Regions from separate parts of the Mus musculus genome. Here all the other regions are linked to region 6. A link is a contact called in public HiChIP or PLAC-seq and promoter capture Hi-C data. All regions are on one chromosome and are shown on one strand. The core of a region is the stretch at or near the end of the contact, and the rest is flanking DNA. Distances in the headings are between cores, read along the strand shown.

The links. Promoter capture Hi-C pulls out the DNA fragments that hold promoters and counts their contacts. HiChIP or PLAC-seq counts read pairs in DNA pulled down with a chosen protein or histone mark.
Region 1: a promoter capture Hi-C map of pre-B cells shows a contact between it and region 6. The contact joins the promoter of Brsk1 here to the promoter of Zfp444 in region 6. A contact is called at or near these places in 10 of 39 promoter capture datasets (the C10 cell line, cranial neural crest, embryonic stem cells and 7 more) and 1 of 115 datasets of contacts at active chromatin or transcription factors (embryonic stem cells).
Region 2: a contact with region 6 is called in a promoter capture Hi-C map of pre-B cells. The contact joins the promoter of Ppp1r12c here to the promoter of Zfp444 in region 6. A contact is called at or near these places in 9 of 39 promoter capture datasets (the C10 cell line, cranial neural crest, frontonasal cranial neural crest and 5 more).
Region 3: a promoter capture Hi-C map of embryonic stem cells shows a contact between it and region 6, with 5 read pairs. The contact joins the promoter of Shisa7 here to the promoter of Zfp444 in region 6. A contact is called at or near these places in 3 of 39 promoter capture datasets (cranial neural crest, embryonic stem cells and hippocampal neurons).
Region 4: a contact with region 6 is called in a promoter capture Hi-C map of hippocampal neurons, with 2.9 times the contacts expected there. The contact joins the promoter of Rdh13 here to the promoter of Zfp444 in region 6. A contact is called at or near these places in 2 of 39 promoter capture datasets (cranial neural crest and hippocampal neurons).
Region 5: a promoter capture Hi-C map of pre-B cells shows a contact between it and region 6. The contact joins the promoter of Ppp6r1 here to the promoter of Zfp444 in region 6. A contact is called at or near these places in 8 of 39 promoter capture datasets (the C10 cell line, cranial neural crest, embryonic stem cells and 4 more) and 2 of 115 datasets of contacts at active chromatin or transcription factors (large pre-B cells and stem cell-derived neural progenitor cells).
Region 7: a contact with region 6 is called in an H3K4me3 HiChIP or PLAC-seq map of embryonic stem cells, with 5 read pairs. The contact joins the promoter of Tmem150b here to the promoter of Zfp444 in region 6. A contact is called at or near these places in 6 of 39 promoter capture datasets (the C10 cell line, cranial neural crest, hippocampal neurons and 3 more) and 1 of 115 datasets of contacts at active chromatin or transcription factors (embryonic stem cells).

What each region holds. Positions count from the first base shown.
Region 1 is chr7:4,689,465-4,692,440 of GRCm38.p6, forward strand. It overlaps Brsk1 (BR serine/threonine kinase 1), which reads left to right and starts at 1,464. Exons shown (of 19, transcript NM_001003920.3): 1 at 1,464-1,751. The coding sequence starts at 1,616.
Region 2 is chr7:4,500,249-4,503,372 of GRCm38.p6, forward strand. It overlaps Ppp1r12c (protein phosphatase 1, regulatory subunit 12C), which reads right to left and starts at 1,432. Exons shown (of 22, transcript NM_029834.3): 1 at 1,018-1,432. The coding sequence starts at 1,350.
Region 3 is chr7:4,843,373-4,846,144 of GRCm38.p6, forward strand. Shisa7 (shisa family member 7) reads right to left here and starts at 1,324. Exons shown (of 6, transcript NM_172737.4): 1 at 1,233-1,324. Isoc2b (isochorismatase domain containing 2b) reads right to left here. Exons shown (of 6, transcript NM_026158.2): 6 at 1,588-1,993. The coding sequence ends at 1,898. It overlaps Gm36127 (a long non-coding RNA gene), which reads left to right. Exons shown (of 2, transcript XR_881804.2): 2 at 1,411-1,613.
Region 4 is chr7:4,444,195-4,447,013 of GRCm38.p6, forward strand. It overlaps Rdh13 (retinol dehydrogenase 13 (all-trans and 9-cis)), which reads right to left and starts at 1,463. Exons shown (of 7, transcript NM_175372.4): 1 at 1,253-1,463; 2 at 9-127. The coding sequence starts at 1,317.
Region 5 is chr7:4,657,299-4,660,260 of GRCm38.p6, forward strand. Ppp6r1 (protein phosphatase 6, regulatory subunit 1) reads right to left here and starts at 1,652. Exons shown (of 24, transcript NM_172894.2): 1 at 1,183-1,652.
Region 6 is chr7:6,171,129-6,173,956 of GRCm38.p6, forward strand. It overlaps Zfp444 (zinc finger protein 444), which reads left to right and starts at 1,385. Exons shown (of 4, transcript NM_028316.3): 1 at 1,385-1,446.
Region 7 is chr7:4,723,695-4,726,846 of GRCm38.p6, forward strand. It overlaps Tmem150b (transmembrane protein 150B), which reads right to left and starts at 1,388. Exons shown (of 6, transcript NM_001142792.1): 1 at 1,214-1,388; 2 at 771-830; 3 at 615-682; 4 at 90-217. The coding sequence starts at 1,281.

The sequences.
Region 1 (2,976 bases), core at 214-2,713, 1.5 Mb before region 6:
GCAAACATTACACATCCAGCCTGCACTGGGATCTATCTGCCTACCTATCAAGGTATAGGAGACATTAAAGCATGGTGGTATCGGACTGTTTTTAAACAATTTTAAAGGAGTTGGAAGAAATATGCATATGGATAACTGTCTGTGCATATGTGTACCACGTGTACTTTGATCCCCGGAAACCAGATGGAGTTACATACAGCCATGAACTACTGTATAGATGCTGAGAATGCAAATCCCCAGTCCCTGGGAAGCAGCCTACTCTTCCTAACTGCTGAATCATCTCTCCAGGACTGTAATTTCACACTTGAGAGACAGAAGCAGGAGGATCAGAAGTTCAAGGTCATCTTCAGCCACATAGTTTGAGGTCAGCTGGACTTTGTCTTAAAAAAAAAAAAAAACAAGAGCAGAACGTGGAGCCCTGATAACGGTGGGAACATAGAATTAGCCCAAGGAGTACACAGTGTTGACCTTAGAGGACATAGAGAAATAGATCACACTTAGGTCTCCAACTCCCCAAAGTCCTTCCCTTTTCTATCTTTGTCTCTTTTATCCTCTGCCACCACCACCACCCACACACACACTCCACAGTCTGTTCCCATCTAAGCCCAGCATCATTCCCTCCTGTGAATATATGGACCCTTGACAGTCCTTATTTCTCTTTGTCCCCCTCGCTCTACATCTTCCTTTGCATTTCTATCTCCTCATCCCTGTCTGTTGTTTGTCTCCTATCCCTGTCTGCCCCTTTCAGCTCTTTTTTGAGGGGGTGGGTTGAGGGGGCGTTCTCACGTAGTCTAGGCTGTCCTCAAACACACTTTATAGCTATAATGGCCTTGAACTCTTAATTCTCCCCGCTCCGTTATTACCTCCTTCACTCCTCCACCCTGTCTCTGATATTCTGCATCTTCCCATCTACTAATGTATGTCAGACTTCTCTTTGTGTCTTCATCTCTGCTTGTCTAATACTGGTTCTGTATCTCTCTCCATCCTTCCCTCCATCCTTTCAGGCATCCCTCTCTCCTGCAGCATCCTTCTCCTCCAGCATCCCTCCACCCATCCATACATCCCAGCATCTTCCCACCTCCTCCCCGTCCGTCCAGCTTCCAGGCCCGCCCCCTGCCACTCCCCCTCCCCCTCCGAAAGGGTTAACTGTGGGGAAGGGCCGGGAGTCCCCGGATGGTGATGTCAGCGTGCCGGAGAGAAAGGACGAGGTGGCGGGGGGAGGCGGAGAGGAGGAGGAGGCGGAGGAGAGAGGGCGCGTGGGGGGGCGGGGGGGATCTCGGCCTGCAGCATCCGCCGGCCCCACACTTCAGACCCCCCCTGCAGGGGGAGGCACAGGAAGGGGGGGGCCGGCCAGGGACGGGCTGGGGAGGGGGGGCCGCGCAGCCCCCCCCGCCATGCTGATTCCAGGGGCCTGACCCCCCCGGCAGCCCCCCCTCCCCCAGCTCTGCGGCCCACCGACTGGGGGGGCCAGCCCAGCCCCCTGGGGACCCCCGGAGAAGTGGGGAGCAACCGGGGGGGCCGGGACGGAGGTGTCGCCGGCCCCCACCGGAGGAACGGGGCGACGGGCCGCAGGGGGGGCGGCCGGGGGACCGGTCGGGCCGGGACCAAGGGCACCATGTCGTCCGGGTCCAAGGAAGGTGGCGGGGGCTCCCCCGCCTACCACCTCCCACACCCACACCCACACCCACCCCAGCACGCCCAATATGTGGGCCCCTATCGCCTGGAGAAGACGCTGGGCAAAGGACAGACAGGTGAGAACCTAAGCGGACACCTGGGGCGGGGGCGGGGTGCTGGAAGGGGCAGAGGGCGGGACCATGGATATTTAAAGGGCAGACCCCTGGGTCCCTCGTAGAAAAGGGGCTTGGGTCCTGAGTTCCAAGTGCCCACGGTGTACGGAGTAGAGTCTGACGTTGGGGCCTTGAGATGGCAGGGGTCTGAGACTTGTGGGTTCCAGGGAGAAGTAGGGGTCTGGACTACTGTGGCTCAAATAACCCTATTGGGGCAGATATTGGAGGGGCTTCAGGAAGCTGTGGGGAAGTAGGCCCATTACGGGTGTGGGACCTGGGCTGATTCTGCAAGCTGAGGCAGGCGGGTGCTGCAGTACAGCCGCAGGCAGGGTGGAGGTGCAGGCTGGGTGGAGGTGCATCCATCCCGAGAGAGGCTGCTATCCTGTCCCTCTTATGCTCAAAAGCGGTCACTTGCGCTCCGTGCAGCAAGCTGGAGCCCTAGGGTGTGAGGTCGACTACATTCTCTCCATTCTGCAGTGTGGAAATAGAATGGAGAGGTGGACTGTAGAAAGCTAAGCTCCCAGCCAGAAGTGGCCCTGGAAAGCAGAGTTATCTTTGATTGATGCTAAAGGCTGAGTGTGGCCACAACCATCTTCTTCTAGGCAGGGGATCGAGGTGAACTGAGGGATGACCTCCAGTGTTCTGGGCTGTGGGTTCTGGGTCCCTATGAAGTTGAGTTCCAGGCCTGAGATAGGAAAGGGAGGTCAGACCTTTATATCCTGGTAGTAAGAGTGTGACGTGCTGTTGACCTCAATTCTTGAACTTTGGAAGGAGAAGGGGCCATGTACCTGCACTGCTGGGCCTGAGGGACGAGGGCTGGGGCCAAGACTACTGGGTCTAAGGACGGAGGGGTAAGATCTGGGTTCCTGGGACTGAGAAGAGGCACCTTCCATAGCTGAGCTCTGGATCTGAGGAGTGGTCAGGGAATACGCATGCTTTCTGACCATGACAGCTTTTTTTTTTTTTTTTTTTTTTTTGGTTTTTCGAGACAGGGTTTCTCTGTGTAGCCTTGGCTGTCTTGGAACTCACTTTGTATGGGGAGGCTTGGGAAAGAAGAAAAATTGAGAGTGTGTTTTGTAAGATTATAGGGCTTCTGAAATCTGAAAAGAAAGATGAAGTTGGGCAGACATACCAGAAGGCCAGAGAGTCAGAATAAAAGGCCAGGAGAGGCTGGTGGAGGGGATCGGCA
Region 2 (3,124 bases), core at 182-2,681, 1.7 Mb before region 6:
AGGGCACACTTTTTGAAGAAGGACGTTGGTTGCCTAAATAAAGTCTAGGAGATGAACCAACAATAGGTGAAGTGGCCATGTAATTCCAGAAATAAGAAGGGCAGAGAAGGGCCTGGCATGGTGGCGCACGCCTTTAATCCCTGCACTGGGGAGGCAGAGGCAGAGGCAGAGGCAGGCGGATTTCTTAGTTGGAGGCCAGTCTGGTCTACAGTGAGTTCCCAGCCAGGGCTATACAGAGAAACCCTGTCTCGAAAAAAAGAAGAAGAAGGAGGAGGAGGAGGAGGAGGAGGGCAGAGACATAAGGACCTGCATTTGAGGATGGCCTGGGCTACATAGCAAGACCTTGTCTAAAGGAAAAACAACAAAACAAAAGGAAAAGTGGTCCAGCTCCTCGAAGAGCAAATGCCTACAAGTTTCCAGGAAGGCAAACAATGTAAACAGAGAAAGAGAGTTGAGGAGAAACTTCTATAAGAGGTGACAAGCTCCCCAAATTGGGGGGGGGGGGGATGAATTGATAATGTAATTAAGGACATGGGATTGTAGGTAAGAGAAAAGATTAAAAAAAAAAAAAAAAGCAAAGGATGACGCGACAGAGGAAATGCCTTTTCAAGGAAACAACGTGGTACACTGTCCTGAGGCCACAACGTACAGCACAAGTCACGGGAAGAAGAGGAAGGCACAAACAGGATGGACCTTCAAAGAAGTGACACTGAAGGACCTGGGCCTAAAGAGGGTCAAGTCAGAGTGCAGGAGAACGAAACCACAGGCCTGGGTCAGGAAAGACTTCAGCACAGTCAAACAAGTACCAGCTAGGAAAGGAGGAACCCGGCCAGCATAGGCACGGAAGTAAGCGATGCTGCAAAAAATGCACGGGAGAGAGATGACAGCACGAATGACAGAGAAGAGGCGGCCACAGAGCAGGCGGGATCCTCAGCGATGGCACAGTCGAGGGGAGGTGGATCAGGGCCGAGGAGGGAGGATGCCCGAGTGGCGAAGACGCGGGGCGGGGGCGCTGACCTGGTGCAGGGCGCTGATGCCATCCGCGTTGGTGGAGTCGAGCACGGCACGGGCAGGCGGAGGGACGGCGGGGTCGGACGCAGCGCCGGAGCCGGGACCGGGATCCGCTGCGCGCAGCATCAGGCGAGCCTCGTCCAGATCGCCCCCCGCGCAGGCCGCCAGGAACTCAGCGGCGCGCTCGAAGCGGACCGTGCGGGCTCGCCGCTCCCCGGGGCCCGGGTCGGCGCCCGCCCGAGCCCCCCACTGCCGCAGCTGCTCCTGCCGCCGCTCACGGGCGGCCGCAGCAGCCGCCGCCGCCCCCGGGCCCGCTGCCGGACCATCCTCGCCGGACATCGCGCCGGCCGCTCGCCCGCCTACTAAGCGAGCGAGCGAGCACCGGGCGACGAACAGCCGCCACCCGCCCGCCCCGGGGGCCGCCGGGAACCGCCGCGCGACAAGCACCGCCCAGAAGCTCGCCCAGCCCCCGCTCGGTATATTGACGTCACGGCGCCGACCCAAAGCCCTCTGGGTAACCGAGTCCCGCCTGAGACTTGCGTAGCTATCGCTGGGGGCAAGGGCCTAAAAAGAAGCCCCTCGTAGCGAGCTGGGAAGTGGAGTTTCTCCCCATTGAGGAGCCTTGCATAACTTGAGCAGATAGGTTAGAGAATGAGGCAGCCGGCAGGCCGGCAGAAGTGCTGGGAAATGGGTTCTACAAGCGGAAGTCTTCGCTAGACTCGCTATATATCCTGAGGCACGTTTAGAAATCCGGAGCTGGAAGGGGTCGAACGAAAAACTCAAAAGGCACGCCCTCAATCCCAGCACTTGGGAGGCAGTGAGTTCGAGGCCAGTCTGGTCTGATCCTGGTCCTGAGTTCCAGGACAGCCAGAGCTACACAGAGAAACCCTCTCTCGAAAAAACAAGCAAAAAGAGAACTGCCTAAAGGAGGACATGTCCCTAGGGAGTGCTGGGAATCTGGGTAGAGCGGCCGGACAGGCTACTGGGGCATGCTGGGAAATGTAGTGTACTTTGTAAAGTGACTACCCCAAGGCGCATGGGAAATGATAGCGGATAGCGGATCCTGAGAGATAGAAATAAATTTTGCATACTTTTTACGATTTGTTTTGAGATAGGATGGCGCTCGAACTCATTAATAATGCCCTTGAACTTCTGATCTTCCTGTCTCCATCTCCTAATTGCTGGGATTACAGGAGTCTGTTTGTTTGTGTGTGTGTGTGTGTGGGGGGGGGGTTATTTTTGTTTTGAGACAGGGTCTCAGTATGTAGCCCTGCCTGGTTTGAAGCTCACTATGCAGACAGAATGGCCTCGAACTCACAAAACTCCGCCTCCTCCTGCCTCTGGAGTGATGAAATTAAAGGAGTGCCACCATGCCGTACTTGTTTTGGTTTTGAATCTGTCCCTCTCCCATCGGCTATAAGTAAACTCGATTTGTTTTCTTTGAGACCCTCTTAGTCCTAATGACTAGAACTAAGCCTGAGAGTAGGCAATAAAAAATATTTCGAATGAATGAATGAATGGGCTCCCTAAGGCATCAGGTAGACCAAGGGCCGACGGGAAATTGAGTTCTCAAACAAGATTAAAGCTTGTCACCGCCAAACTCATCTTTTAACATGGCGATAAAGTTCCCGAGCAAAGTTCAAGGAAATCAGATAACATAGGGCAAGCTGGGAAATGTAGTCTCAAGGCCACGCCTCCAAAGGGTTCAGCTCCAGACTTCCAAATATGTCTCAGAATGCAAGGTACCTAAGAAGTCAGTTTCCAGACCAAGAACGAGCCCACGTTTTCTAGTGGTAATAATTCCCTGAGCATACCAGAAAGAGGGCCCTCAAACATGACCAAAATAACCACATACTTTTCTTCAGCCCACCTGGGGCTGCAAAAGACACTAGGAATTATAATTCAGATTGTATCATGCTCTCTGGGCCTGATTTTGTTGTTCGGTTCTTTTTTTTCCTCCCCCCACCCCCTTTCGCTCCGGCCCTGCTCTCTCCAGCCCATAGGTTTTTTGTTTGTTTGTGTTTTGTTTTTGTTTTCTCATTAAGGAAGGTTGTGAGCCACTCAGTGGTTGCTGGGATTTGAACTCATGACCTCCGGAAGAGCAGCTAGTGCT
Region 3 (2,772 bases), core at 74-2,573, 1.3 Mb before region 6:
GCACAACCAATAAAGTCTAAAATGGCCCGAGTGGGGTCTGCAGGTGGCGGCTGAGGAGGTGGTGGTGGGGGCACAGATCAGGGAAGGGGGTAGGAGCATGTGGAAGGGGTTCCTAGGAATCTCAGGGATTAGGAAGTCGGTTTGAGGTGGGAATGCGGAAAGCAGGCAAGATTGGGGACCTGTAGAAGGAGGGAGAGGAGAGTAGCAGGTCCTGGCTACTGTGGCGCTGGGAAAGACCCCCAAATCCCTGCCTGCTAAGGATAGCGTGGATACCACATGCAGCGCTACTTTGTCTGGGCTGTCTGGGGTCCCTGCCTAGAGTCTCCGTCCATTCTCTTCTTAGGCCCCCTGCCTACGTGCAGCCGGCTGTCTTCTCTCTTTCTAACCTGGCTCTGCCGTCGGGTTTCTGTTCCTCTGCATCTCTGCGTCTGTCTAGGGCTCTGTCCGGATCTCTGTCTGGGCCCTCCATCCCCAACCTCCCCCGCCTGGATCTGTAGCCTCCTTGTAATTTCCACACCCAGTTCCTCTGTCAGGGGCTCTCTCAATCTCTGCTTGTCTGTCCCGGGATTCTGTCCCTTCTAAGTGTCTCATTCTCATCACTGCACTGTTCCCCGCCCTTTGAGCCCCTCACTCTTGAGCAGAGTGGGTGGGGGGCGCTGCGGAGGGAGCTGTGTGTTCCCAGCGCAAAATAGACTCCCGTTGCCATGGCGACGCGAGCGCGGCCTCGAGACGCAGGCTTCGGGCTGGGTGTGCGGAGGGGACACCTGGAACCGGAACGCGGGGGCCGGGGCTCCGACGCCCGTGTCCCAAGGGGCTCCGGAGGATGGATGGAACTCCTAGGTCCCCGGGGAGGGTGTACTGGGCTAGGTAACTTGTGGGAGGGGGCTGGGCTGCTAGGATCTGCGGCGGCGGTGGGTGAGTTTGATTGTCAATGGGGTTGGACTGGTCCTTGCATCTCTGGTGGACACGGGATGCCTTCAAAGGCCCCCAGGCTGGGGATGGAGTCTGCGAATCTCGGGTGAGGGTTTGACGCGGTGGAGGCGGAGGGGCGTCTGTAGAGTTTGAACACTCTGATCTCCAAGGGGCTGCAGAATTCTGCGTCTTGGGCGAGTAAGGACCACGGAGCAGCAACTGTCCATCCCATCCATTCACATACTTGTCCATTCCTCCCCATCCCTCTTTTTCCCCCGTGCCTCAGTTTACCCCTCCTCACCAGGTACGGATGCGCTCACCTCACTTTCCGGATGCGGGACCTTCAGGGAATCGGGGGTGGCAGCGTGGGGGCCAGCCAGGGTAGGCAGAGCGAGCGCGTGTCTGCCAGCCCGCGGGGCTGGGCGCGCGCGCGCTGATGGGGGTGGGGGCGGCAGGCTGCGTGGTGGGGACCCTGGCCGGCAGCTCTTTCTTTTGCAGATGCGCACCGGCCCCAGTGCAGATGTGGCCGCTGCCAGCCCTCGCCTGTGTCTCGCGCCGGCTTGGAGCTTGGAGAGGCGCCTCCCCCACCCCACCTGGAGGAGACCCCACTTTCTTCCTCCCACAGACCCTTGTAGCCCCCGTGATGCCCCCTAAACCCAATAATGGTTCGGTCCTCAGTCACATAAATGTTTATTCTCCGAGACAGGGTCCCAGTTGTGACATTTGTTCCCCCTCCTTTTCCCGCTTCGTGAAGTGGCCCGGGGCCCAGCCCCACCTCCACCTTTCTCTAAACCAATTCCCACCCAGCATCAAGGAATTTCATTTGCATTTCCGGGACCAGCTGCCCAATCGGAAGACAGAACCACGCCTCCTCTCCCACGGGGGCGGTTCTCCTGGCGGACTGCACCACTCTTGGGATCCATGGATGAAGGAAAAGTCATCCATCAACGTCTGGGTGACAAGGAGGGTGGGTGCTTCCTTCAAGTCAGGTCCTGGAGTTGGGCAACAGGGAGTTTTTCTTGCCTTGGAAGAAGCCTAACAGTCCGATGTCTGTGACTGGCTCCTTGAGGATCTTCTGAATCTGCAGGCAAAGGAGATGAGGAAGTGAAGAAGCCCTATCTCCGGAATAGAGAATCTGAGGAGCACCTCTTCATCTTGATCTCCCTTATTCTGACAGCATCGCTTCTCCAGTCAACTACTTCTTTTTCCTGTTTTCCAGGTGACCTCTCCCTCACACTTGCCTGGTTGAGCTGTTCCCCGCCATCTTGGTATGCTCTTGCCTTGGGACCACTAAGAGCAGATGGTTTGGGTTATCTTGTCTACCTCCATGTCCATCTTCTTCACTAGTCTCATCTTTCCTGGGTCATTCCTTTAGCTCTCAGCTCTCCCACACACAGACCCAACGAACTCATGAACTCTCAACGAATTTACACAACTCTCTCTTGGTGGAACAAGAATAATCAACCACATTACTGGCAATCAAACAGTCCAGCCAAGTTTATCTCCAGAAAATTATACCAAAAAATGCAAATCCTGCACCTCCACTTCTCTTCCCTGGTTAAACCCCACCACTGTTTATGGGATTTGTTGGTTTCCCTTCTTTGTCCCAGGCCACATAATGTAATCTTTTGACTATTCACCAATTTGATGGTGGCCAGCTCCTGTACTCTTTCTTTCTCAATGAAGCATAGTTGAGGTTTATTAAAGATATTTTAATATAGAGTTTAGGAACAAAGAGAGGTGCTTTTTCTCTTGCTTGTGGCCCCAGTAGTCTATGGAATTTCCTGGTAAGAAGATAAACACCAAAGCATGGATGTAGACTTCTCTAAAAGGGAGCTGACTCCTAACCTGCGCGCGCAC
Region 4 (2,819 bases), core at 213-2,712, 1.7 Mb before region 6:
GCTCTTACCTCTTTTAGCCAGCTCCAAAGCAGTTTGTTTCCCGATGCCTGTGTTGGCTCCTGTCACGATAACAGTCTTCCCAGGTATGGTGGCCTTGCTGGGACAAGCCCCACCAGCGACATAGTCCCTGAAGGTGAGAAACAGCACAGTGAGTTCTGTCTGCCTCGTGCCTGCCTCAAGATTTATGAGCTGGGGCAAAGCACTCGTAAGCTCACATCCATCACCAAAGCACCCAAACACACGGGAGTCCTCGTCATGGCCTCAGAAAAGGATTATACGTTGGAACATCTCCAAGAGGTAACAATCATTTATTCATACTTTTATAAAAACAAAAGACAATAGCCAGAAGTGGTGGTACACACTTGCAAGCCCAGTACTCAGGAGGCAATGGCAGGAATACCAGGAATTTAAGGTCATCATCCTCGACTACAGAGCAAGCTCAAGGCCAGCCTAGGCTACATGCTGCCTTGTCTATAGATGGATGGATGGATAGACAGACAGACAGACAGAATGCATGACGTTGGAAGGAGCATGTGTCAGAAGGGGTCCATGGAAGTTGGAGAACAATGATTGGGAAGCGGGTGTGTATACATCAAGAAGCTGGAGAGATGTCTCAGCAGTAAGAGCACTGCTGCTCTTACAGAGGACCCAGGATCAGCTCCCAGCACCCCACACGGTGACTCACAATAACTCCAGTTCCACGGGATCTAACATCTTCTTTTAACCTCCGAAAGCATAGCATATGCATACATGCGGGGGGGGGGGGGGCGGGGAGGGAAACACCTCATGTAAGCTGTTAGCGGTGACAGACACGCATGTCCTTGGTCCCAGCACTCAGGAGGCAGAGGCAGATCTCTCGTGAATTCAAAATCAGCCTGGTCAATATAACGAGTTCCAGGCCAGCCAAGGCTTCATGGTGAGACCCAGTCTGAAAAACGCAAGGAAGGAAAGAAGGACGGGGGAGGAGAGGAAAGGGAAGAAAGGAAGGAAGGGGAGGCAAACAGGCTGGGCAAAGAGGAAAGGGTAGAGAAGGAGTGGTCCAGAGATAAAATGAGCACAAGATCCATGCTCCACCCCTTCTCCCTAGGTGACCTTGAAGAGGTGACCCGCCCTCCTCTCCCGGAAAAGCCATACTAGTGAGCGGGAAGAATTCGTCCGAGGACTTAGGACAAGGGATACTTCTCTGGCCTTGTTTGGCATTCCCCTGTCGCAAACCTACCACCAAGCGCGCAGAGAAGACGCGCAGACTCACTTGAGCAGCACGGTGCCGCCGATCACCGTGCCCACTACGGACACCGGCAGCAGAAAGCGGCTCATCCCAGGCTGGGGAAAAGGGTGTCCGTGGGTCTGCACTCCAGGCCACTCCGCGGACGAACGCGCTGCCCAGGAACCCACGTGCGCTCGAGTAGCGTGAACGTGGAATCACACAGCCACCAGAACCCGGCTATGGGGAGTGACCAGATGTGGAGGCGGGGCTTTAGGAAGTAGGCCCATGGCGCACTTAATGCTGGGAAACGTAGTTTCTGGAGATGGAATGCGGCCGAGGTTGACAGGCGTGTCAGCTACCAGATCAAATGTCATCACACTCAACCAATCCAAGGGCGTCCTGAAGTTCGGGAAGAAAAAGAGAGAGAGAGAGAGAGAGAGAGAGAAAGAGGGGGGGAGGGAGGGAGGGAGGGAGGGAGGGAGGGAGGAAGGAAGGAAGGAAGGAAGGAAGGAAGGAAGGAAGGAAGGAAAGAAGGAAGGAAAGAAGGAAGAAATAAAAAAAATAGTAGCTGGGTGGTAGTGGTGCTCGCGTTTAATCCCAGCATTACGGAGACAGGAGCAGGCAAACCCATAAGTTTGTGGCCAGCCTGTTCTACAGAGGGAGTTCTAGGAAGCCAGATCCATGCAGAAGAATACTATCTGGGAGGAAGAAAATAAATAAAGTAGATAGATAGATAGTTTGGTACCAAGCATTTCCATTTCCAGACATCGAGACCCTGTAGAATGAACCATGGTTTTTCTCCTCTAAATAATAGTTAATGGTAGCACTTTCTGTGTAGGCCTTGTGAAGGAGGGAAGAAGGCTGGGACCTGGACCCCTGGGTCTGAGGGAGGAGGGTGAAGTATAGATTCCTGAGTCTGAGGGAGAAGGGTAGGATTTGGACTCTTGTGTTTAAGAGTGGAAGTCTGGGGTGTGGGCTTTGGATCTGAGGGAGGAAACTGAGACCTGGACCATTGGATTTGAAGGAAAAGAAGGATACTGGCTTTAAAACAACAGTGAGATGGTGCATGGGGTAGAGACACTTGTCATACAAGCTTTGCAACTTGTGTTTGATTCCTAGAACATGGTGGAAAGATAAAATCAACTCCCAAAAGTTGTCCTCTGACCTTCCACCACGGCATGTATGTGTCCACACACTTATACACCAAAAGGAAAGAATAATATATTTAAAACATACTAAAGTGTTAGTGTCTAGAAGCAGGAGAGGAGGAAAGGAAGACAGACAGACAAACAGACGAACGGACAGAAGGAAGGAAGGAAGGAAGGAAGGAAGGAAGGAAGGAAGGAAGGAAGGAAGGAAGGAAAAGAAAGGAAGTTAGGAAAAAGGCTATAGACAGTGGACAAATACATCCTGTCACTAGAAAATGTCAGCACACTTGACACCTGTTTGTCTTCATGAAGGTGACAAGGAGATAAATATTTTTCAATTATCAGATTGGCAACATTATAATAAATATTCAGTGTTGGCAAGGATCAGGGGAAACTCCCTGTTGGTGGGAGTCAATTATCTGGTGTTCCTGAAAGTCTAGTCAGACACCTGTCACAGGATGATC
Region 5 (2,962 bases), core at 402-2,901, 1.5 Mb before region 6:
CTAAAAAAATTTGCAAGATACTGCCTCATAGTTTAAAAGCAATAGGAGAGGCTCAGGCTATGTGTAGCTCAGTCGGTGGTAGAATGCTTGCTCCGTGGCAGGAAAACTGGGAGTTGAGCCCTAGTACCACCACCGAAGGGAGGGGGGAAAAGGACTACCAACCAGGTCACTTAAGGCCCTGGACAGCAGCTCCAGCCAAGCCATTCCACCCTTGCCCTCTTAACACTTCAACCCACTCCATCCTGGCTCCCTCAGTGTTCCCACCTTCACATATTTGCACGCGGTGTTTCTTCCACCTGGAAAGCTCTTCTTCCCACTCTCCATCTGTTAACTCCCACTCAGCCTTCCTCGACAGAAAAGTCACCCATCCGGCCGGTCTCACCAGTCTCTCCCACTCTGCGGCCTGCTGCCACAGCACCCTGGGTTACCACCATCACAACACACAGTAATTGTGACTGTCCAGCTCTGCCTTTGGCTCCCTGAGTAGATAAAAGTACCAGGGACTTCCACTGACCACTCCCTCCTGGACCCAGCAACCAAGTTCTGCCCTCAATGGGCCTCATCTCACAGAATACCCAGTAGCGCACCAAACAGTGGTTCCAAAGTGCCTCCTCACCACAGGAAACTAGGGACAAACAGGGACAGGACAGCCACAGCCAAGGCGAAGGAAAAGACCTGTTTAACCTTGCCTTCCTGAGCAGAGGGTGAGAAACAAAAAGGTCAAGAGTCCACGAAGGCTGGTGAGAGTGAAAAGAGTAGGTAGACACAGAGGTGAGCACAAAAGAGCAGGCAAGAGGAAGGAAAGAGAAAGGCACCCTAGAGGAGGAAGACTACGACAGGGGGGACAGGGGAGTGGGCCCAAATCCCAAGAGAGCTGAGTCAGAATGATAGGTGGAGGTGATGTAGATCCCAGTGGGAAGAGATGGGGGCTGGGGGCTGCGGGGAGAAGAGTCTAAGAGACTTAGAGAGGGTCCCCAATAGACGAGGAAGACGGGCTGGGAATGACAGCGAAGTAGACACAGGCCCGGCGACAGGAAATAGACTTGATGATACTGGCAAGTGGCTAAAAGACTTAGGGAGTGAAAGGGAGGATACTAAGAGACTCAGGGGCGCTCAGGGAGATTTGAGGAAAAGACTCCGGATTAGAAGGCGCACGCCCGGGAAGGCAGCTGCGGGGCTCACCTGCGCGGGGGGGCGGCGGCTCCTCGCACTCGGGGCTCATCGGGGCGCCCCTGCCGCCCCGCCGCCGGCGGCTCCGGCCCTGTCGAGGGGCCGGCTAAGAGGGGCGGGGGCGGCGCCGGTGGGCTCGCGCAGGCGCCCGGGCCGGAGCTCGCGAACCCGCGCAAGCGCCCTCCAGTCACAGGGAATCCCCTGCCTCACCACCGAGCTTCGACGAGTTCGGGTCGTCGCGAAAAAGTAGGCGCACTCGTTCCACCGCAGAGCTCCGTGGCCGACGCGAGGCCCGCGCAGGCGCCTCCGAAGCAGGGCGACGGGGGAAGTCGCCGCGGGTTACACACTGACACGCCGGCACCCGCGGGACAGGAAAAAGAAGCCTCCGCAGCCCGACGGGTGCAGAATTGCACCGAGAGCCGACGCCCGTCCCCTCGGCTTTACTGTCACCCGAAGCGGCTGGGTCTCCCCGGCCCCAGCCGTCCACCTTAAGGCCTCCGACGCAGGGCTACCTCCGCCACTGTCCCACAATGCCCCGAGCGCGGGAGGACGCAAGAAGACAGGCTCCGCCCTCTCGTGGTCGCTCTCCGTGCGCAGGTGCGCGAGAGGCCGCTAGGTCGGCCTGGCGAGGCGCGTGCGCGGTGAGCGCTGGCGCCCAGAACCCGCCCACTCCGGAACTCCGCGGCTGTCCGTGCCCACGGTTGCCAATGTTCTCTCCCTGAATAAACCTAGAGGGCCCAGTGCGCAGGCGCTGCTGCAGCCAGAACCCCGTTTTCTGTGACTACATTCCAAAATCCGCTGAATATTCGGTTCTAGGATCTTTCGCCCTGAAAGCTACCTTCGGAAATCCGATTGTTATTCCGACTCCTTCAACCATATTTCTTTGACTCGAGTCAACTCCTAAGAAATCCATTCCAACTTTTCGTCCTCACGCGAAGCTGGTTGCTTTTGTTCAGTCGGGTTCGTCCCGGATGCCTAAGCGTCTGCCGAGGTTTTCTGGCTGACCTCCTACTCAGGCATTTGCCCAAGCCGCGTCTACTGTTGCCAGTTGCTGCACAAAGCCTCCTCTTGTAACAACCGGGAGGAACCCCTTAACGCCGGGATTCAGTCACTAAAGGGCCTTTTCTAGCGCTGAGCCTCGGTTTACCCCAACTTTCATCCCCTGCTCCTTCGTGCCCGTTTTAGAGGTCAGCTGTAAGGACTAGATAAATGCATGTAAGAAACATTAGTTTTCCTTTTTTAAAACAGCAGATTAGGACTTTATATTTCGGGGACATTTCACGTCAGTCATTATTTTGACTTTCAAGGGATGTAGATATTTTTCTCCACCCCTTCTCAAATGGCTTTAATGGACTTGCACAGATTAACACCTGTCAGTAATTTTTTTCGTCTTGTCTCTCCTGGGCTGTGCTGCTTTTAATTTTTGTTCGATCTTGTATCAACTGAGTTCTGTGTAAGAGAGCACCTTCATATTAAAAGTGAACACTAGCTCTGCTCCCTGTCTCCTTTAAGTTCAGCCTGCCCCCCCCCCCCACCCCACCCCCAATTCCAGGATGGGTCTTCTCTCCCCAGTTAGACCTTTCTGGAAACTCATACACACACTGGAGATGTGTTTCCATGGTGATTCTAAATCCTGCCAACTTGGCAATGAAGATTAACTTTCACACAAAACTTCAAGGATGTCGAGCTGGCTTCATGGGCAAAGGTGGCTGCTGTGCAAGCCCATAACCTGGCTCAACTTAAAATTCGATCCCAATACCCACATGGGAGAAAGGGAGAATCAATGCCCCAC
Region 6 (2,828 bases), core at 135-2,634:
GCTCGCTCTTCAAATAGCAAAGCAGCTTGTGTGGTTAGCACACTTACCAAGATGAGGGACAGAGAGGGCAGAGAGGTGGGACAGGATTAAGTTTAGCTGTTGTGGGGATAGATCCGTCTCTAAGCTGTAAACTAGTGAGTAAATAGAAACTAGGGCAATGGTATTGTCCATCCACGAATTTGGTAAGGACAATAACAACTCTGCTTCACATGATTTCCTTTGTGTGCCAATGTCACCTTTTTTCGAAGTCCAGTGAGGAGGGGAGAGTCTCTGTCTGCCCCACTAGCTTGTAAGAGCCATCTATCACGTAAACAGAAAGTCTCATAACCTTCTTGCGCTCCTGCGAGTACGTGTGTATGTGGTGCGTTGGGGTAGTAGGTAGGGGTAGGGCTGGAAAGATGACAAAGAGGTTAACAACGAAGCACAAGCTATTCTAGACGTCCTTCTAGCACCTACATGTGGCTCACAACCGTCTGTAATACAGGTCTAAGGGAATCCCACGCCGCTTTCTGGCCTCCGTGGGTACTGCGAGCACATGGTGCACCGACTCAGCGAAACACCCATACATATTACAAAGAGCAAACTCAAAACCTTCTTGCCTTTTCTGAGGTAGGGAAACTGAGGCTTCAGTGTCCGTAGGGGGCTACACAAGCGCCGTTTGACACGTAATATTTTCCTTCCTATTCACAAGACGGGAAACTGAGGCTAGAGAGTGGACTGACAGTATGGGACGAGCGAACTAATTCTCAGAGGTCAGGTTTCGTTGACCAGCCTCAACCTTCCTTTAACCTAGTACTGGAGCGGGAGGGCGATACTGCAACTGTTGTCAAGGAGACGGATCTCCCACTGCTGATCTGAGGAGAACTCTGGCATAGCCTCCACGACCTCCTCTATAGGCGCTTAAAGGTCCTGGAGGCGGGTCTCCCAAGTGTGCTGCCTCCCCCGGTTTCCACGACAACGAAACCACAGATTCCTCTTATCCCTCCCCGACCCGTCCGCGTTTGCCAGAAGTCAGCCGGCGGGGTGTCTTGTGAGGGATGGTAGAGGAAGGAAATCCACGTGAAATCTGGGAAATGTAGTCCAAAATCAGAAGCGCTCTGTTTGCGCCTGTGTGAGCCAATAGGAATCGGGTTTTCTTCTTTACACTTTAAGAAATGTAGTTTTCTGGCTAGCTCGGGACGCACGAGCGTACAGGACTCATCACAGTAGGGCTAATGGAAAGCCGCTTTGTCGCGATGTTTCTTGGGAGATGTAGTTTCCAGCTGGGAGAGGTGGGAAGTGTTGGGTAGAATTAGCGATTCCTAGTGTAGAGAGTGAGGGGACGTGGGGGCGGGGAAGTACGGGTGAATTTGGCGCAAAGCCTGCTGGGGCATGGAGTCCCGATGAGCTTTGTGCGCATGTGCGGGAAGGTGAGGTTGTTTGGGGGGCCTCGCCCAGGAGAGTGAGGTGAGCTAGAGGGAAAAGGAAGGGCTGGGGAGTCCGGTGTACGGGGAACGGGCGGACCACGGGGAGGGGTACCCAGGTCTGGAGGAGGGAGAGGAAGGGAGGGATGGGCGGCTTGGGGGAGGGGGATGATAGGAGGCTGGAGGTGGGGTTCTGGGGGCGGGCCGGGGAGCGGGAGGAACGCGAGATGCAGACGCGGGAGAGTTGGAGGCCTGGGGAGGCTGGGCAGCGGGAGGGGGCTGGGATGTTCGAGGGGGAGCCCTGGGATGGTTGGAAACTGAGAGTGGAGTGGAAGTTGGACCCCACTGAGAAATCCTGGGGCGCCGGGACCTCTAACCTCTTCGAAAAGGATTGCGGGAAGGGGTCTATCCAGGGGCACCGTGCCATAGCAGCGTAGACCGGTGCAGGTGGCTAGTCCTGTGTGCTGGTCACACGTTCACACGCACTTCTGTCGAGTTGAGGTTCTGGAGGATAAGTATTTCTTCATTACAAGCGTATCCGCCTCATTAGCTTGTCGCGAGAGGCGAAATTCATTAATGTGCAGAAGGGGCTTGGAGACAGGTTTTAACAGGATAAGAGGGACTTAAATCTCTCGGTTCTGATCCTCCTGGCTCAGCCTCTCACGTGCTCAGATTACAAGCGTTGGCCTAGTTTTTTTGTTTTGTTCAGGGTTTTTGTTGTTGTTGATGATGGTGTTTTGGGTATGGTCTCCTGTAGCCCAGGCTGGCCTTAATCACACTCGAGAGCCATGCCAAGCTTTAAACCGGTGAAAGTAATTGAATTTAAAAACAAACAAACAAAAATACTCATCTTAACTTTTTTTTTTTTTTTTTTTGGTTTTTCAAGACAGAGTTTCTCTGTATAACCCTGGCTGTCCTGGAACTCACTCTGTAGACCAGGCTGGCCTTGAACTCAAATCCGCCTGCCTCTGCCTCCCAAGAGCAGGGCTTAAAGGCATGAGCCACCACTGCCAGTCTTCACTCCTTTTTATATGCTATTTTAACACCTATTCCAATTTACAATTTAGTCTTGGGCGCTTGTTTCACAGTGGCTTTACGTAAATGACTCACAAGGAGTTGGAGGGTTAATGTGTGTTGATAGTAAATGCAATAGGTGGGGTTTGTTTATTGCCAGGTGGTGTTCTGGGTACTTTTTTTTTCTTTTAATGATTTATTTTTATTTTAACGTGCATCCATATTTTGCCTGCATATGTGTTTACTGCATCCTCTGATTCTAGAGTTTCAGTTGTGAGCTGCCATGTGGGTGCTGGGCATTGAACCCAGGTCCTCTGGAAAAGCAGCAACCAGTACTCTTAACTGCTGAGCCACCTCTCCAGCCATGCTCTGGGGTACTTTTTTGCTCTTTATTTTACTTGACTTTCCAAC
Region 7 (3,152 bases), core at 138-2,637, 1.4 Mb before region 6:
GCCGAGTACACAGAAAGAGCCACCAGAAGCCGTAGGGAAATGTAGTCCAGTTCCCCCCGCCCCCCAGGTTGCTTTCCAGCGCATCTCACCTGGAAGTTGCCTACTATGGAGGTACCCAGGGCACAAAGGATCCCCGACCACAGAATTAGCTGGTTTTGCCAGGTTTTGACGCCCCAGTCCCGGAGTTGGTGATGACGCACAATGCAGATCCAAACAGCTAGGAAAGAGAAGTGAGAGGCAAACTCATCACAGGATTCGCAGCTGGAGGGGAAGATTTGAAACAGGAAAATGCTGGTGTCCCAGTTAAACATAGGATGAGGGAAGAAGGGATTTGGAGGTACGGGCTTGGAGGTTTGAGGGAGACGGACTGGGATCTGGATTCCTGGATCTGAGGGGGAAAGACTGGGGTATGGACTCTGGGTCTGAGAGAAGAGAATTGGGGTCTAGACTCCTGGGTGTGAGGAAGGAGGTCTGGGGCATGAACCTTGGGGTCTGAGGGAAGAAGGCTCCTGGCTTTCAGGGAAACCAGTTGCTCTGGTCTGAGGAAGGAGGAGATGGGGACCCTTTAGGCACCTTTGGGCTGGCAGTGAAAGGAAAGGTATAGAAATACTTACTTAGAGCAGCTCCTATATTGAGGACTTGGCCGAAAATGCAGCTCTGAGGAGCATAAGAGCCACAGATACTGCAAAAGAAGAACAGGGTCATCTTTTGGCTCCTCCCAGACAAGACCCTCTATTTGCCTCCCCCATCACCACCTCAGCCATAACAACCTGATAAAAGGGAAGCCTTCGTTGAGGTCCACAGAACCATTAACCACAGCGATTGCAAAACTGAGACGAGAGGAATACAGGAAGTTAGTAAGTGGATCTTGTAGAGAGCTTTCCTTTCTGTTCCCTAAACCAAACACTTCCCTGTGTTAATGGACTTCTGGCCTCTATCCTGTGTCACAAGAAGCCATCCAAAAACCAGCTGTCTTCCCTCAGACCCAAAAATCCAAACATTAGCTCTCCTCCCTCAGACCTGGAGTCCAGTCCCCAGCCCTCCTCCCTCAGACCTGGAGTCCAGTCCCCAGCCCTCCTCCCTCAGACCTGGAGTCCTGTCCCCAGCCCTCCTCCCTCAGACCCAGGAATCTAGCCCTCCTTCAGACCCAAAAGTCCAGACCCCAATCTTCCTCCCTCAGACCCAAGCATCCTTTAGGGCCTCTGCTACTTACACAATCCAGATGCCAGCTATAGCCCACAGAAATAAGATGACAGGCAGCAAGGACAGGTAATTCCACATTGCTGCGCTCTGCAGTGGAAGTGAAGAAGCTGGATCTCCAAGCAGTCTTTAGGTGTGTGGTGCTGAAGACGGCCCACCTGCTTTTGTGGTCCCACTGGCTGGAAGCCTGGCCTTGCTCGGGGCTCTTTTCCCTATCTTCTTCAGACCCAATCAACTGTTGTTGGTCTGTTTTCCTGGCTCTTCACTGCCAGCTCCCAGGCTCCGGGTTCCCTTAGGGCCCTCACCTTTCCAAGTTCCCTCAAATTCTCTCCATTTCCTTAATACATTTAGATCTGAGTGGCAGTACCAGGTGATTCCAGGTGTGGCAAAAGAAGGCAGGCCTCCGAATTCCGGAAGAGGCAAAGTCCAGGCTGAGTGTGTATGAGATATTCAGCTTTGGGTCTAATCAGTAGTCATCGTCTGTAATCTACCCAAACAACTACTTCCTGTCTCAGATTCGTAAAAGGGACACTCTTGCTTCAGGGAGCCCCTAACTTCCTTCCTACAGTTTTGTGGGTTCAACGTCCAAATCCCCCGGTACTTTATCCTCCCCACAAACTACATACAGCTCCCTGAATGCATACATACATGTCACTTCTGGAGTCCAGCCACCATTACCTACCTGCAAATGCAGGTCTCTTTTCTGGAGTCTTCTATAGCCCCTGCTGACCTGGAGTTGGTGATGTTCCCGTCCTGTCTCCTGAAGAGCTGTAGGCTGCTTGTCCATTCTGGGATTGTGCCTTCTGGGTTCAGTCTTTTGGGTTGCTTGATGTGGGATCTTGATGATCCCACCCCACACGCTCCTCTTCTCTTCCCTTCCCCTCACCCTTTCTTTTTCTGTTCTAACAAGAGTTCCCCAGGCTGGTGAGATGGCTCAGCGGTTAAGAGCACTGACTGTTCTTCCAGAGGTCCTGAGTTCAAATCCTAGCAACCACATGGTGGCTCACAACCACCTGTAATGATATCTGACACCCTCTTCTGGGGTGTCTGAAGACAGCTAGAGTGTACTTATGTATAATAATTGGCCCTGAGCGAGCAGGATTGACCAGAGCGAGCAGAGGTCCTAAAAAAATTCAATTCTGAACAACCACATGAAGGCTTACAACCATCTGTATAGCTACAGTGTACTCATATACATAAAATAAATAAATAAATCTTTTTTAAAAATTCCCACAATGGGCAGGGTGTGAGTGGGGAAGGTGATAGTGGTTATAAGATCCCCATCTGCAATCTCTACCCCCACAAGCAGCTTCTTAGACTTTCTATCTTTGTTTTCTGAGACAGGATGGATCTTAGTACATAGCCTAGATTGACCTCGGATGCAAGATTCTCCTACCCCGGCCTTCCTAGTGCTGGGATTAGGGCCTAGAGAGACAGCTCAGTGGATAACAGCACTTGTTCTGGAAACCTGAACATCTGGATTTGAATACCCAGTACCCACCACACAAGCAGGCCTGTTTGTGCACACCACTGTTGCAGCAACAAAGTCAAAGACAGATTCCCAAGAGCCAGCCTAGCCTAAAAGACAACAAGCATCCCTTCGGATGAGGAGACCTGAGGGAACAGGGAGAAGGTAAAGAAACCATCTGACATCTCCTCTAGCCCTAACTTGTATGCGTGCACTCACATGGTGCTACATGCCCTCCCCCAATGAAATAATAATGGTAATGATAAAAATAATTAATGGCTGGTGAGATGGCTCAGTGGGTAAGAGCACCCGACTGCTCTTCCGAAGGTCGGAAGTTCAAATCCCAGCAACCACATGGTGGCTCACAACCACCCGTAATGAGATCCGATGCCCTCTTCTGGTGCGTCTGAAGACAGCTACAGTGTACTTTACATATAATAAATAAATAAATAAATAAATAAATCTTTAAAAAATAATAATAATT